Regions from separate parts of the Acanthopagrus latus genome. Here region 1 is linked to region 2. The links are chromatin contacts, called in public Hi-C maps. All regions are on one chromosome and are shown on one strand. Each heading gives the region's core, a stretch centred on a gene start, on an enhancer-like site or on the middle of the called end of the contact. The rest is flanking DNA. Distances are from core to core; before and after follow the strand shown. Region 1 holds the start of LOC119004470 (protein mono-ADP-ribosyltransferase TIPARP). Region 2 holds the start of ccnl1a (cyclin-L1a).

Region 1 (4,464 bases), core at 365-2,864, 140 kb after region 2:
GTTTCACCAGAGGTATTTTGTCCGGGAGCCCCACGATCTGCTGCTCGGTGAAATCCTCCCCTTCGTCCATGTTCAGACTCATATCCAGCGAGATCCCAGTCGGCACACCGTCTGCGGATTTCTGGAGAATGTGCAAAGTTTTATCCATGGTTAGCTACCACAGCCCGACGGTCCTGAGGGGAAAGAGAAAGAAAGAGAGAGAAAGAAAGGGACAGTCATTAAACTTAACACCTATAATCCCCAAATATTAGTTTCCCAAGGTGAAGTCACCCTGGCGCATGGAGACATGATTAACAGGCTGCTCGGACGCGCAATTATGCCATAAAAATAACCGTGAAAACTCATGTTTCCTTTCCTGGAAAGGAAAGAGAAAAGAAAGCCCTCGCTCTGTGTGCCGAAACGAAACCTGTCTAACCTCTCCGACAACAGCCACAGGCTGGGTCTGATCCCGTAATGACCCTGCAGATAGAACAGGAATAACGCAGCAGCAGCATCCACCATAATGATCTGCTGACACAGGCACATTATCAGATGAGCCCATACAGGAGTGTTACAGGAGTGTAGCCTGTTAGAGTCACTCCGCTCTCAGAGAGGAGAGACGGGTTCACGCTCGCAGCCAGAAGAGCTGAAGCGGAAAAATATTACCTAATCCCGAGCACGGAGTCAGCAGCCTCAGATTAATCATATGAAGGGAGGAGGGAAGAGGAAAAACAAAACAAAAAAAACAAAAAAACACGGGGATACACAGATAATCAGTGTATTTGTTGCTCTTTATTCTGCGGTCTTTGGTCTCTTTGCTAACGTCATGCCTGCAATTACAGCTGCGTCTCCGAGCAGGAGCGATAAAATCAGCACTGTAACAAAACCCCTCTCTCCCGGGACCATATATTTTGATCACGGGAGTCCGATACGCGGCCCCTGCCGTCTACGTGCCGCTTACACATCGCTGCCCGAGCAAGTTTGCACGTAGGCTACAATCGAAACACACACACACACACACACACACACACACACACACACACAAGGCACTGCGGCGGAGCAGCGACAAAAGCTACATCGGGCTCCCCGGTTCCACCAGCAGCTCTCCCCCCGCTTCACGAACACTCCCTCCGGCCGACCCGGAGATGTGCGGGACTTCTCCGAAGCCGAACACCGGAGCACTGCAGTAGTCGGCCGGGGTGATTTTTTTTTTCTTTTTTTTCTCAGTGATCGCGCAGCTCTCCCGGAGCGAATGTCAAGCTTCAGGCAAAAAGACGAACAACCCTCGGACCGCATTTCTCCGACAAAAAAAACCCCTACCTGCGCGATAAAGTCCGCCCCTCTCCCCCCGGTCTCGACACTCTTTGGTGGGTGAAATCCAGTGCGTACATCGGCGGAGCTCCGTATCCAGTCCGGAGATAATAGTATCCGTGTGTGGACTAGACTGTAGTCCGGCTGGGTTTGTCGCGTCCCTCTGCTGCCTCCGCCGCTCTCATGCTCCGTCTCTATTTCATGCTGTCCGCCTCTCTCTTTGTATCCTTCTGCCGGATAGAGAAGCGCAGGAGAAAGCAGCAGACGCCGACAAAGAGTGGGGAAGCACAGCTGTGCCGAGAGGACGCTCTGGCTGCCTCCAGGCTCCGTACAGCCAGGCCCCGCCCCCTCGCAACCTGGTCAGGGGCGGGGCTTCGCTCCAGAGAGGGGGGGGGGGGAGGAGGAGGGAGAGACGGGTTAGGGTTAACCCTATCCCTCACCCTAACATTTGGGGGAGAGAAGAAGGCATACACCTGACAGTCTGCCAGCACAGCTATTTCATTTCTTTGTGTGCCTCGGCCTGAAGAAGACCCACGGTGGTCGAACTGTATTCATAGTTTCAAATACAAAATTAAAAGCATACATCATCATGCCTTACCAGCAGGATGAGAGAGGGGAGAGATTTCTGGTGGAAGGACCGTGCACCTCCTGTCTCCCACGTTTTTACGGAGGACAGGGCCCCTTCTCCTACCCTCAACCTTGGGGAAGAATGAGAGAGAGAGAGAGAATAGTCTGGCTGAAGAAGCTTCATGGGGGTGTGGGGACCTTCAGGGGTCCTGGAAGTAATAAAAAGCAACAAAAAAAAAAAAAAATTCATTACTTCACATATCCATGACAGACAGTTTCTTCAGTAAAAGTAGTAATACCTCAACATGCAAAAACTACACTACAAGTAAAACCCATGTTTTAAAATTGTTTTTAGGTGAGTACATATGTATCATTATATAATTCATAATGCACTTTTAGATGTGTGATGTGTTTACCTGTAAGGGCCCCAGGGGAAAAAAGGAGTTGAGCCCCTGTTTTGGTCCCAAGTAATTTTTTCATGTCTGAGTCGAGTCAAGTCACAAGTTCTGTCAAGTGAGGTCGAGCCACGATGAGTCCTTTGTTACTGCATATCAAGCCACTTTTTTACCCTCTAATATTCTGCAGTCTAACCTGCAGTATTTAATCTTTATAAAGAGAAAGGACACAGTGTTAGTGTCTGTCTAACGTTATTGGCCAACCTTTCTAACCTGCTCAAACACTATGACAATTGATTCAGTTTGGATTGTAATCGTTGATATTTAGGTCGATACATGTCATGTAACCAAAAAGAAAACACTTCATAAAAGCTAATTTATTTGTTATCTAAATTTCTTCTCAATCAAAATAATCCTTCCCCATCACTTTAAAACAGAGAAATACTGACAGCCATACCAAAAAAACACTTGGAAAACTAAGCAAAAACCTAAATTGAACACAGACAAGTCGTTCAAGTTGTCGTGTCTCAAGTCAAGTTCTGTCATGAGTGTTTAACTTCCAGGTCCAAGTCCACTCTCAAGTAATCTATTTTCTATCAGGTCAAGTTTCAAGCCATCAAAGCGATGAATCCAGTCCACACCTCTGCTAGTGACCCATCCGATCTCATTAACTAGACTGCACACAAATAAGCAAAAAAGAACCAGTCCCATACTGGACCAGTACTACTCAGCATCAGGTTTTCTATTTGTGAATCAGTTTAAACACATTATTTATTAGGGAACATGCATCACATGAACACAATCTAAAGGTCCTTAAATGCTACAACAGTGAGATCCCCCCACTAGACAGTTTACTATCAGGTAATAATGCCAGACCCTTCTTAATGTTTGACTCCAGTGGTGCACATTCCTGAACAAATTGACTTGCAGTGAAGTGGGGTTTTAGAGACCCTGTGGGTATGAAGCCCCCAAGGGCAGGTGCCTATTTTTTTCCTGGTTGTTATTCCGACTTTAGAACAATGCACTTTGAGGACTGGTTCCTTAAAAACCCTATTCACCCAACGAATGGATTTTTCTACATGGCACGGAAATGATCGGCCTATTATTATCTATAATGCGCTATAATAATTAACGTCATGACAAAGGCATTAGTTATCAATTATTAACCCTTTATATGTCTCATTAGAAATTGGTAACCAGCATTTAATGTTAATCAGCAATCAAAACTGTATATAAATACGGTACTTGAGCAAACGTATTCGTCTCAAGCAAAAGATCATGTGTGCTGACAGGAAATGTGTTAATAATTTGTTTGCAGGGTCTTGCTTGAAGATGATCTTGTCACTCCTCTCATGACATTTCTTGCAAAGAGGTGAAACTACAGTCCATGAGGAACCTGATGTTCAATCGCACCAGATCATTTCGCATGAGACTAAACATGAAACTTGTTGAGACATAATTATAATTCTACCAAAGGCAGCTGTGAAGAGAATGAGTCACCTACATAAGCTTCTCTGGTGTTTATTGGTTTCTAAAAGTAATTAGGAAGGCAGACTCTGTCCTGCTAGCTGATCTGTCACATTTCCATAAAGGAGTGTTGTGTTTACTGACCGTGCGTTGAGTCAACTTCCCTCTCCTCCCTGTTTTACCAGAAGTAGGGTTTTAGGAACCTGCTGTGCTACACCGCCTTCCGCCGTAAGTTTCGTTGTTTGCAGACAAGCCAGCTCAGAGTGGATTTCTGGAACGGGGCTGGTCTCTGCGCTCTGAAAAATGCAACTTTACCACGTATTTGTTTACGCCAGATCATAGAAGCAGCAACTCAGGGGTTCTCGGATATTACGCAACATGCTGCGTGTGGTAACAGTTATCATTTAATGCAACTGATTTTCGACTAACACTGCCTATGTGACATTAGATGAGTGGTTCTTGACAAGCCTGCTGTGGCAGTCACAAGCTGTGCTCTATTATTCCCTTTCAACAGGAATTAGAGGCACGTTTCTACAAGTAGGTTATATCAAGACATCTAAAAACTCAATCAAGCATTTAAAACCTGTTTGTGTTCAGTGTTTGTCTCTGTACAGAGGGGAGATAACAGTGGGATGAAACCTGCAGTCTTGTACTTTTTTCCTATTGTTCTAGAAAGTGAAATAACAGGAAATTAAAGCAACCCTCATTTCCCCCTCAGGGTCCTTGTGGGAGCCACTATGGAGGA
Region 2 (4,673 bases), core at 297-2,796:
CATGTTGCTTATAATTGAAAACATTCTTTATCATCAGCAGTAAATGAAAACTAGATTCAATGTCGATGCTTACTTTTTGCCTCTGATCTGTCTCAGATGGTGGAAAACATTGATGACATCTCGTATTCGTCGTGGCGCTTCTTCGATCTTGGAGGCCAAGTTGATACAAGCCATGGCGACAATCTGGAGAGAAGATAATTGAAGCAAAAAGGTAGGAAGGGAGAGTTCAATAACTGGACACACAACCAGAGATACAATGCCCATGAATGCCAAGTAGAGTTGAGCACAGGGATGAAATATCCAACCAGCAGATATTCATTTACTAAAGAGATCCCGCCATATATGCAGCCTGCTCAAATAATGGCAGTTCTCATCTCTAAAAAGGGATAACCCACTGAGGTAAAAACAATGTAAATCTGTCTGTTTCAAAGCAATACTGACATTTTTTATACTATCAACATACAAATACTCTACTGACAAATTCCAATTAGAGCTACATAGCGATATATTACACAGATTGATAAAAATGTGTACGTATCTGGGAGTGAGGCGGAAAGTTAAGCTTACCAACCACCACCAGGAAACGTTTAAAAACTGACTGCGAGATAGATGTGTTAAAATTACACATTTGGACATAAACTGGCGCCTCTGATAATGCTTAAAGTACTAATGTTCGGGTTCTATGGTTTAATTTTTTGGAAGACTGAACTCGTGAACTGTTTCGTTTCCTCAAAGGCTCCCCCTCTTTGTCTCGAAACTGGTCATAAACTCTGTGAGAACGTATTGCCAATATGGCTGCCACGAACGTAACCACAGCGTTATGCTGTGCTAACGTTACGTTAAATGCTCAGCATTGGCCTGACAACGATTCATATACATGCTAGGACTTACCTCAAAGCTGTGTTTGACGAATGATTTGGAGTAGAAAAACCGATGGAAAAGAACCTGCCCCGTTGCCATTGCCACCTGTCGAGGAAAACGCAGAGCATTACGTCTGTACTTTGTCTTGTGTAAGCTGGCCTAACCTTGCACAATGGACGGCCGCCATTTTAGCTCCACCACGCCAACGTCAAGGAGCTAAGCTAACATTAACGAAATGCTAACAACCGGCCTGTGTCGTGTTGTGGTCTGGGAAAAAACCCCTATCAACTCACGCTCGCTGTGAAAATATTCACACATGTATGATATAAAATATTATAACTACTCAAGAGGTCTTACCTGAGGTAGCCGGAGAAGAATGCCCGCTGATTGAATCAATTCACAACCAAGGATGCGAAGGTCGGTCTCCGTGTTCAGGTCGAGGCCATCGAGCATCGACGGCGTCGGAGAGAGCCTTTCCTCCGGTATGAGTGAGTTGTCGATTGTAAGGTATACTTCCGAGTAAACTTTGTCACCGATGAGAATGCCATCGTTGTTTGTGGACGCGTTGGAAGATACAGAGAGAGGACCAGCGGCCATCTTCATCCAAAAAGGAGCGGTTTACAGCTTGTGTGCTCACCCGGCCTCGACGAAACGACAGCGGAGCAATGAGACTGACAAAGTACGTGACGTCACCATCCTGTTAAGACTTTGCACATCCGCGGCGGCAAATAGTTCCGTAATATTGACCGATTGAACAAAATAAACACGAATTGTACTGAAATGTAATATGAATCAAAACTCGCACTGTCAATCAATCGGTTCGTACTTAACCCTCTCTCGGATGTGTTCTTTTATCTCACCTGTCTATAGATTACCATTCGAGCGCAGTCTAAATAAAGTTGATAACGGTATCAGCAGATAAATAGTTAACGAACAGATCGATCGACATGATAGGCGATCATGTTTTTATTGTTTCCGCTTTACGAATGGTAAATGAGCTACTGCTACCTTCAATGTCATACGCAAACTTATGTTTTTAATCTTCAAACGTTTTTAAGAGAGTAAAAAGGTGTGTTTGTGTTTGTTTGTTTGTTTTTTTTTACTGCGATGTGTGGTGTGATGCAGCAGTTCTCTTAATCCAAGACAGCTGTCTCTCATGGGAGACAGTAAAGTATCCTTAACCTTATAAATAATGACAAATGAAGCAGACAGTTTTCTACAGTTTTGTTGTCGAAATAAAACATCACAGACTCTCTGAGCCCGCAATTATGGACAAAACACCAGAACTGTGTATTAGGCACGTATGACTCGCGTTTCTCAGTTTATTTAGTCAACCTATTGCAGCTGTTGTTTTCCGGAGGCTCAGCTCTGCCATTTAATTATATTCCCATGTGTTCCTTAAACGTCACATCACGTGTTGGCAACACAAGCTGTAGATGTCATTTCCGACATCACCCGAAGGCAGCAGAAGGAAGTTTACTCACCACCAACGGTTTTTGTGACGTATTTTACGGGAAAGTCCGGACTTCTCACCGATACGTCTGGAACATATCCATCCGCCCATTTAAAAAAAGAAAAGCAGCGATGCCCCTGATTTATTTAGAAATCAGTATTTGAACGGCTAGTTTACACGGAGAGGACAGGACGTCCTTAAGATGTACTCAGTACTTTAACTTTGAAATATTTATGTTGATATAACATAAACCTAGGGAGGAAGAGCAGAGCAAAGAGCAAACTGAGTTTGAAGACTCCATTGGTGGTGTTAAAGATAAAGGTGCAGCTCCATGCCATCGTTTGTGTCAAGAAAGGTGGAGCTCCATATGAAGCAGTCCAAGGAACATTGTGTTCACTCATTCTTCAACCCCCAAGATTTCTTTCTTTCTTTTTTTCTTCCTTTTTTAGCCATTAGCCTTGCAGTCACTGAAAACGGACAGCAGGGGGAACTGAAGGCACATCAAGCGTTCTGATAATTGGGTGTACTGTGTGAAGCAGCAGGCCTCCTGAGGTTGAACAGTTTATTCTGTGAAGACTCATTCACTTTGTACTGAGTCCTCCATCTCTGACCTGATGCTGCGTTTCAGTCGAATGCGATATTTGACTGCACTGGGCTCACAATGCTGTAGTGTGTGTGTGATGTACTGGACTGTGTGTTTTCGGTGCAAGTCCACATTTCACTGCATGTGATGTGGTTTTCAGTTGTTTGATTAACTTGCAAATTTGAGATGATAACAGTTGATGTGCACTTCCGAAGTAAGATATTCAATGTGTCGGATCATTACAGAATTATTGCACAATTCTGAGGTCTAGTCTTGTCAAGGGGCCTGAGGTCAAAATATGCTTATGAGACTTTAACAAATTTAGTTTGTATCACTGGTTTCTGGACTATCACAGATGTATCAGTATCGGCAAATATTTTGTATGTGCTTTAACATGAACGCATCATTTTTAGAGACGATAATGAAAGAAAATGATGATTGGGATAATTGAAAATTATTAAATTCTCAGTGAAGTTTTCGGTTTCAGGGCTTCCCCTAAAAAAATTGATCTTCGGTGAGACTTTAGTGGTTTTCACTGTTTTTGGTTGAGCCCCATTTCAGTGAAGCACTGCAGGGGTCCCATTAGCTCAGATGGTAGAGCATGGTGACCCACAAGCAGAGCAGAGGCTTTGTCCTCGCTGCAGTGGCTCAGGGTTCAAGTTCGACCACACTTAAGTGGGTTAGGGTTAGGGCTGTGTGCAGTGTGCATGGGGACAGCGATATACTGTACATACACCACTCACAGTGGGAGGAAATGTGGTGTTCTGTAGGAGCCTAAGAGCAAATTTTGACCCTGGGCTCCACTGACAGTTCAATCCTGCCATGGCTGGTTATTTCCTGAGCTCATATATATGTGTGCATGTGAGTGTCTGGCTGTAATAATGCAAACATAGCATAAGGGTCTACTTTCACAACCTGTTCGAGGACACACACAGATTTACCTCCTTGGTTTTTTACTAATACAGCGCAAGAGGTGGCAGACTGAGGTCTCCTTGTCCCTGTCATTAACCGACACCTACAACCAGCACCTCCGGCCCTCGCACTTACGCACTTACCACGATGACAAGAATACTGAGCATTCTTTCTCCGGTTGCCCGGGTGACACTAATTATAGGGTGTGGGAGGGCTCACGGGACGGCAGAATTCCGGAACGACCATAACGACGCAGGAGAGAGGCGTTCAGGGACGCCCAGTGACGAACAAGGGCTTAGTTATACACACACATGCCACTCCCTGGAGTGTGTGTATGTGTGTGTGTTTATGAGCAACTTGCACCGATTCCCCCAGGGACACGTGTGCATGCCTGCCCTGCTATGATAATTACTGCGAGGAGATCACACTCCAAATGTGTGTGCGCGGCATGTGTGTGTGTGTGTACATAAGAGTGTTTGTGCGTGTGTGGGCTTTTGTTAAGGGTGATTACACTTTAATGTTTGAGGATGATCAAAACGTCATTCACGTCAAGGTAATGAGGCATTACACTGTGTGCCTGTTACGCACATATCGAGTAGTGTTTCAAGGAGATGTATCTATTCAGGCCAGACTGCTCGCACACACACACACGCACACACACACACACCCCATCTCCCTTTTTTCTCAAACACATGCACACAAACCAGGAAGGACACCAGGTCAAGGGCTACAAAGCAAGGGCATGAGCAAAGGAAAAAGAGCCCTGGTAAAAGAGCAGAGGGGAGTAGAAAAGAGAGAGCTAAATGGATCAAAAATGAAGTGAAGGAAGAGATAGCTGATGAGGAGAGGCGGAGAGGGAATCAC

What was found. A called contact is a pair of places that touch in the nucleus more often than the background predicts.
Region 1: a Hi-C map of muscle shows a contact between it and region 2, with 2.7 times the contacts expected there. The contact joins the promoter of LOC119004470 here to the promoter of ccnl1a in region 2. A contact is called at or near these places in 2 of 4 Hi-C or Micro-C datasets (both in muscle).

The regions. Positions count from the first base shown.
Region 1 is chr2:20,650,825-20,655,288 of fAcaLat1.1, forward strand. LOC119004470 (protein mono-ADP-ribosyltransferase TIPARP) reads right to left here and starts at 1,615. Exons shown (of 7, transcript XM_037071396.1): 1 at 1,300-1,615; 2 at 1-173. The coding sequence starts at 148.
Region 2 is chr2:20,511,865-20,516,537 of fAcaLat1.1, forward strand. ccnl1a (cyclin-L1a) reads right to left here and starts at 1,547. Exons shown (of 10, transcript XM_037082803.1): 1 at 1,219-1,547; 2 at 892-966; 3 at 74-183. The coding sequence starts at 1,464. It overlaps LOC119010587 (a long non-coding RNA gene), which reads left to right and starts at 1,408. Exons shown (of 3, transcript XR_005072009.1): 1 at 1,408-1,540.